Linked DNA regions of Capsicum annuum: region 2 is linked to region 1. Evidence: chromatin contacts called from public Hi-C data. All regions are on one chromosome and are shown on one strand. The core of a region is the stretch at or near the end of the contact, and the rest is flanking DNA. Distances in the headings are between cores, read along the strand shown.

Evidence for each region. A called contact is a pair of places that touch in the nucleus more often than the background predicts.
Region 2: a Hi-C map of bud shows a contact between it and region 1, with 2.8 times the contacts expected there. The contact joins the enhancer-like site here to the promoter of LOC107870745 in region 1. A contact is called at or near these places in 3 of 5 Hi-C or Micro-C datasets (bud, leaf and placenta).

Annotation. Positions count from the first base shown.
Region 1 is chr5:56,884,551-56,888,798 of UCD10Xv1.1, reverse strand. LOC107870745 (pyruvate dehydrogenase E1 component subunit alpha, mitochondrial) reads right to left here and starts at 1,571. Exons shown (of 8, transcript XM_016717365.2): 1 at 695-1,571; 2 at 428-507. The coding sequence starts at 1,379.
Region 2 is chr5:57,222,901-57,226,900 of UCD10Xv1.1, reverse strand. LOC107870746 (proline-rich receptor-like protein kinase PERK9) reads left to right here. Exons shown (of 8, transcript XM_016717370.2): 7 at 798-959; 8 at 1,065-1,475. The coding sequence ends at 1,265. Among protein-coding and RNA genes, the nearest start is that of LOC107870746, 29 kb to the left of the region's middle. Within about 2 kb of position 2,185, at least 4 of the 5 cell types and tissues checked have an H3K27ac peak or open chromatin away from gene starts, as enhancers often do. A contact at or near this core is called in bud and leaf, where this site is marked.

The DNA.
Region 1 (4,248 bases), core at 322-2,821:
AAGCACCGAGAAGATTAGTTGAGGTGTGAGAAAACTCCAGATTTTTTCCCTAGAGTTCTAAAGCATCTTGCTGAACTGATAACCTAATGAGGATATATAATCAGGTTATATACATGTATTATTATGAATATATTCACAATAAAACAACTATAGAGCTAAATAGTTGCCATGTTGACATTACTATTAATGGTAAAACGATGATAACACTGGTACTCTTTCTACACCATATTATCTTTAAGATAAAATCAAAAACTACATTTGCAAACGCAACATTTTAAATTCTCATCTAACAGCATATATTCCAGAATTCAAATTGAAGAGATGTTGATCATTCTAGATATCTGATGCAAAATGTTTTCTCTGATACTTACTTAATAGATAAAAGTAAAAACGTCGTAACAACGGATTTGCAAGATGTTACTGTCACCTTTAAACCAGGAACATAATCCCCTCTTTTGTAATAGGCTGGACTCTTTGCAGCCCTCCATTCTGCTGTCCCCATTCCATCTGCATCAACAAAATCAAACACGCATAATCCTAAGCGCTTAGCCACAATTTCTTTGCATTAACTTATATAAGGAACCAATATTTTTTTCTTTCATGAACAGCAAATGTTATTGTACTACTTACTTGCACCACGTAATGTCAACAAATTCATTACAATATAAAGCAAACACAGTACTATAATTCTTACAGTGATTATTTTCGCAGACTAGAATAGCAGGCAAATCCCATAAAGCAGCCATATTCAAACCTTCAAACAACTGTCCTTGATTAGCAGCGCCATCACCATACATAGCAAAAGTAACATGCTCTTCTTTGGAATATTTCTGCGCAAAAGAAAGTCCAATACCTAGAGGAACTTGAGCACCTACAATTCCATGACCTCCATAAAATCCACTCTCCTTCTTATAGAAATGCATAGAACCTCCTTTCCCTTTAGAACAACCATCTTTTCTCCCCATTAGCTCCGCAAATGACTCGTATAACCCTCCACCACGGGCAAGGTATATACAGTGATCTCGATAAGCCGTAATGATACAATCCTTTTTTGTAATTGCAGCTTCCATCCCTACTGCAACCGCTTCTTGTCCGTCATAGAGATGGCAGAATCCGCGGATGAGTTTCGCTTTGTACAGTGAATCTGCGGCGATCTCCATACGCCGCATCTCCGCCATGTCTTTGAAGAAAGTCATGAGTTCATTAGGGCTGGTTTCGACGGCGCGTGATGGAGGATCGATCTTGTGGGAGGTGAAAGGGAGGCTGCTTTCGACGGTGATGATGGAGGTGGAGTCGGATGATAGGCAGCGGGTAGCGGAGATGGCGGCGGTTAAAGGCTTTAGAAGTTGATTAACCGTCCGATTTGTGGATAAAGCCATCTTGATCGTTGAATCCCTTGACTGTGGGATGAGATATGTTGATTTTGTAGCTCAAGAAGTGGTGAAAAGGCACTGCTGACTGCTGAGGAAAACGGAAAATGTAAAGTAGAGAATCGCAGTAGCCGGGAAAGAATTGAAGTTTTTATTTTAACTTGTTTTTAAATTTCTACATCAATTAATTAATTATCCATAACATGAAGGTAATAACATACACACATTTATATATACTAGTACTAGTTTAGAATAAATTTTAACTAAAGACGTTGATCATTTTTAATAATATTTAGAAAGAAAATTTTTACTTGATTAATTGATTTTAAATTGCTATATATTAGAAGTTTCAACATAATTTAAATAAGAAAAAATTTAATAATAATTAAAATTTTAATTGATTTTAAATTATTAAATTCTAAAAAAATAGTAAATAACAATTTGAAACAGCATTCAGAAAGAAATTTTTTTACTTGATTAGTTGATTTTAAATGCTACATAGGAGTTTCAATATAATTCAAAAAAGAAAAGACTTAATAATAATTAAAATTTTAATTAATTTTAAATTATTAAATTTAAGAATAATAATAAATGATAATTTTAAACATCTTAACAGCATAAATAGTACCACTATGAATGGAACAACCAATCAATATATATATATATATACTAGTTGCACGGGATCCGTGCTAAGCTCGGGCCCAAACTTAAAATAATATAATTTTAATCGAATGAGATAAGTGTAATTTATGTTATTTTTATTGCATAATTAATTTAATGAAGTTGCATTTTGTCATATTTTTTGATAAGTATCTTAATTATTATGTTCCTTAGTTAAATAATTTGATACATTTTTTTTTGAAAAAAAATCATGAGAAAGCAAGTTTAGCGAAAAATTAACAAATTCCAAAGAGAAACGAGTAATTTAATATTATATAAACTAACATGACAAATTGTGATATTTGCAACTATATAGATGGAGAAATATATTTCTTTGATATTATTAATTTTCACTTATTATTTTTGTATGTCGTGAATTTATACTAGTTAAATGTGATGAGTTAAGCTTGCCTTTATATGAAATTTAAGAAAAATATTATTAATTTCAAAAAAATTTAATTAAGTGATCAAAAATATTTAGTACAAATTATTTTTTCTAAACCCGTAAAAAAGAATATAGAGGGAAACATATGATATTAAATCATTTAAATGTAAATAAGATCTAATAAATGCATCAATTGAAAAAGAAAATATATAGCTATAAATTTACCTTAGTTTTACCAAAATGCAAAAGGACAATGCTAATTTAATTTACTTCCTCCCGTCCATATTTGGCATTTTTAGCTTTCAAATGGCTGTTTTTTTTATAACAAGGGAAGATATGGACATTTTTTTTTCAATTTTATTTTTATTTATATATATAATTTTAATATAATCAAAAAATCATATTAAATTGATATTACTATTTAATTAGGATAATTTTGTAAAATACCTTTTATTTACAAAGGGTCCGAATATTAAATTGACACTACTATTTATTGAGGATAATTTAGTAAAAATATGTTTACTTGTAAAGGCGTATCACCTGCTACGAATTACTTCTTCGTTTTAAAATAATTGATATTTTTGCTAAAAAATACTATCTGAAAATAGTTGACATGTTTAAAAGATCAAGAAATATTTAACTATTTTTTCAACTTTGTCCATAAAAATAAAGACTTTCCATATTAATTGAAAAAGATCATGTAATTAATATTAAATAGATAATTGAGTCATATTAATAAATTTACACCCCTTAATAATTTTTTTCTTATAAAATTATGTAAAATTTATACTATATGCTAATTATTTTGAGACCAATGAAGTATATCGAAACTAAAAGCATCATATAATACGAACCGTAATAAAATAAAAAAGAAAAGATCTTGAAAAATTACGCTATTCTCCAAATATTAAAATATATTACAGTAATATTACTAATCATTTCTTATTTAACTATAACAAAAATCAAAGAGGGTGGGGATGAGGTGTGGGAGCCTAAGAAGCAACCATTAAAATTATCAATATATTAATAAAACAACAAGGCAAAACATAAAGGCCAAGACAAAAAAAGACGAAAAAGGCAATATACAGTAACAAGTCAATTACAACGTGTAAGCATATGATTAGTCCTATGAAGCTGTGGACGATCAAATTTGGTCATTCCCGCTTATATATAAGTAATATATATATATATATATATATATATATAAGAGTAATAGATATGCCTAAGTGGCACCTCTCTAAGGTGAAGATTTTAATTTATCTTTTTTCTTATTTTTTAGGTAGTTTAATTCTTTTTTTTTTTTGGGCTGAAAAATTAATAATAATTTATGAAGTTATAGCCAGATTTATTGCACAATTATGCTATTACAAGAATAGTTATTATCATCCCACTCTTTCAAATTTTACCATTTCAAGTATGCCTATTAATGTACCACTATTAATATTCATTATGAATATTAAAAACATATGTAAATTAAATGTAAAAATCTATTGAGGTTGCGTATAAAATGCATATGAAAAAAGTTGAAAAGGGTAACATCTCTATTACTTTCACTCAACTAATCGGAATTTTTGAGCTAGCATTTTCTTCTCTTTATCATTTTCATTTTATTCTTCATCTCTTTTTACTTTTTGAATTTATGATTTATTTTATTATGTTTATGATGTATGTATAAGATTATGAAAAATTTGCATTTGATTTTATAGAAAATCAACCCTATATTAGCTAGAGTATCGATAAAGACAAATAGAGAAAGAAATAGAAGTTTCATGTTTAAAGTCTTAGAAGAGGAGGATAGTTAAAAAAAAATCAAGTAAGGATGTATGTATTTAA
Region 2 (4,000 bases), core at 936-3,435, 340 kb before region 1:
CAACGGATTTCTCGATACAAAAAACCATTAAGCTTTAATGTGTATTATTTCATTGCCAATTTTTTCGTTCATAGAGAAGGTTGTGTGCACTGAAATCTGAAAGGCAGATTTTCTGCTGTTATGTGTCTCATGGACAATACTGTCTTCATTATATCTGATGCGTTTGAATTCAGTTGTTGTGATAGGATTTTCTCGTCTATCAGTTCACTAACACTACTTTCCTTTCATTTTATATGATGATATTTCACTAGAAATAGGGTTTTAGTTATTAATTTGACTCATATATTATATTAATGGTAGTGGAAGAAAAACAAAAGAGAACAATTCATCAAATTAAGTTGACTTTGAATTGCAAGTTAAAATGCTCGAGAGCTGTAAAAGTTGTATAGAATAAACGTACTAATGGAATAGTTTCAAGCATTTTTCTGATGCCCCAACGGCACCTGAAGGCTGAGGAAACATTGTGGTTTACAGTTTCTTTTGTTTTTTACAACAATCAAACAGCTTGATCAAGTTATCCGCTTTAATTTCATTGATCCTTCAATGTTAGAAAACTGAAAACGATAACAGTAGCAATGTAAAACTAGTTTCTTTTCTGATCATGTTAATTGTGTGACTTCCATTTACTTTTTTCTTCCACGAACTCTTCAGTTTTCTTGTCGCCAGCCTAGAAGCAGTAGCCAGTTAACAAAGCTTTTATTGCCTTAAAAAAATTAGAACTTTCTTTGCTAAGGAAGCATGGTAATATTCTTCTCATGAATTATTATATTATACTGTAATCTTTTTCTGTGGCCCAGGCCCGTCCTTTGCTTGGTCGAGCACTTCAAAAGGAGGACTATGATCTCTTGGCAGATCCATGCCTTGAGAAGAACTACGATGGCAGCGAGATTTTCCGAATGATCGAGGCTGCTGCATCTTGCGTGCGCCACTCATCCGCGAAGAGACCAACAATGGGACAGGTACATAACTTTTGTTCTGTTTTATTGAAAACCTATGCAAGATACCTCCTCATCAAGACTTCTTGTAAAGGGTATGTACATTCTGATCATGGTTATGCTTCGTAGATCATGAGAGCTTTTGATGGTATGGCTATGCATGATCTGTCAAACGGAATGAAAGTTGGTGAAAGTGAAATACACAGCGCGGCACTGCAATCTTCAGAAATAAGTTGGTTTAGGAAGATGGCATTCGGTAATCAAGATTTTAGTTCGGATTTTTTCAGTCAAGGTAATGAGAATGGTAGAGAGTCGGGTGAACATGCTTAGAGGATTTAGAGCAAAGTGACTTATTGAAGCTATGTATGCATCTGTTGATATATCAAAGGTACCTTAGCTTAGAGATGTCTTGGTTTAGCTTTCTTAAGTTCGTTCCTATTTGGCTTGGCATACATGAGTTTTGCTATTTTTATTAGCAATGGAGTAATTTTACTTTTAGAGTGAATTCAGTTGTCATCTATAATTATTGTTCTTTGGGAAGTTTATTCAATTTTTTTTTTATTTTCTTCGAAGTAGCTGAAATGTACAGATAATTTTGAGATGAGTTTGCTTACTTCTCAATCCCCAAATCATCCATCTCCAGGAGAAAAAAAGAAAATAGAAAACCTCACTAGCTAATTTTATACCCCATAATGCTTAATAATCAAATAGTATTATGGTAACTTACATAAATCCCTAAATGATATTACATAAAATCTCAACTATTTTGTTAATTACATTTTATCCTGATTTTTTGAAATGGTAATACATATGTTATACGGTGATACATATAAAAAAAGTGATACATTTGAAATGATTATATATTTATTTAAGTAGCAGATTTTCTTTTAATTTGTGGAGCAAATCACGTACAATCAGTTACATAATGAATTAGTCAGATTCAAAAAAAATTCCAATGCCCTAATTTCTGTCGATTCATTCAGACACATCCAAACAAGCGTAAATACGAAGTTCTTCATCTTCATCACAGAATCCACCAACACAGTTGATGTCTTCTCTAATAACGGTCCACCCTCCTGTTGGCACCTTCGCCCTCTTGATCGTTTCTTGGAGGTAGGGTTGGTGTTGCCGACGCTGGAGCAGTTATGTTTAAACACATCCAAACAAGCATAAATATGAAGCTCTTCATCTTCATCACTTAATCCACCACTTTTGCCCTCTTAATCGTTTCTCGGCGGTGGGTTTGGTGTTGCCGGCGCTGGAGCAGTTATGTTTATTTGGGTAAACATACTTACTGGTTGGAAATATTGTCAACAAGGCTAATGTTGGAAATTGGGTAATGGTACAATCATCTATAATTGGGATTTTAATTGGATCAAACCTGCAATCATCCTCTGCCCTCTTATTCACGGACATCTTAACAAGGATGAAGCCTCTAGGATCCTTAACCATTACATGAGTGGTAACATTTGGAGTTGGGACGCACGTTTTCTCTTTTGACTTCCCTGTTGAGTCTGAAATATGTGTGATACAATTGTTTGAAGTTTGAAATATATCACCCATTAATAGCATATGAATCGCCCAATAATTGATGACGCCGGTGGAGTGATTTTTTGGTAGGCTGTTATATAGAAATTTTTGGTGGTGAGTGGGTCGTTTTTTAGAGGATCGGTGCTGGTTCACCGGAACAGCTGCTCCATTCTTAGATACAGTATGAACAAAATATATCACCCATTAATAACATATGAATCACCCAATAATTGAAATAAATAACTATATCTACCATATGAATCACCATAATACCATATGTATCACCCATTAATATCATATTAATCACCCAATAATTGAAATAAATAACTGCATCTACCGTATGAATCACCATAATACTATATGTATCACTCATTAATATCATATGTATCACCCATTAAAATCATATAAACTGTATCTATCATATGAATCACCATAATACCCATATAATGATATCATATTTATCATTCATATGAATCATCATTAAATGAATAAACATGTATGAATAACTAAATAAATTTATATATGTATCAATTTATTTAAAAAAAAAAGTGAATTAGACTTAATCTTATTTGGGGTTTCAACTTTCCTTGTTCTTGAATTCGGGCTGGGGTTTGTTCTCAGTTTCTGAAATAGAACAGTTAAATTTTTTTCTAGGTTAGTTAGTTACATCTATAGGAAATCTGTCATGTAAATTTGTGTCATATTACATGTTTTAGGAATTAGGAGAAAATTAAGAAGGAAAATGATTTAATTGATGATAATTAGAGAGATCTTAGGGAAGAAAATTATTGAAAAAAAATAGCTTTAATGAGTTAATAGTGGAGTAAAAATAGGATGTGGAGTTTTGTTGATACGTATCAAGAGTAAATTTGAAAATCAAGATTTTATTTAAATATTAAAAAGGTAAGAGATATTGGGTAATATAGTCTCTTAAGATTGAGATTTGTGTAATTTAACCTAAAAATATGTCTTTCTACACCAGTAGAGGTCAATCAGGATAATGTTGATGAATAATGATGGAATACCAAATGTTATATTCAATCATTTTCCCTTTGGAGATACAACAACATATAGCCGGTGAAGTCCCACATCTCTTGAAGATTACACAAAAATATTCTTCTATATTTCTTCCATCTCGGCTTACTTAATATGACTATAGTGCTAATATTTATACTTTTCTGTTCATGTACGCTAGCTTAAATTCTAATTCTAGTTAATGAATTAAGATTACCCATGTATCACGAAAAATAAAAATATTTGACAAAGAATCTAATGGAATTTAACAAGCTGCTGGGGAGCTTACGCTTTCATGTTCTATTTTACTAGGATTATTTTGAGGACAATATCAGTTTATGACTTGATCTTTAAAAAAAAAACGAATCTATATTCAAAGAGTGCATAACCACATGGATAAGCTCGCACTAACCCGTCAATTTCGGATCCAAATGCGAATTTTCCTTAGGAGGTTGGTTGAGGCCGACTTCTGAATTAGCAGGGAAACCATTTCCAAATAAATTGGTTTGATCCTGAGAATC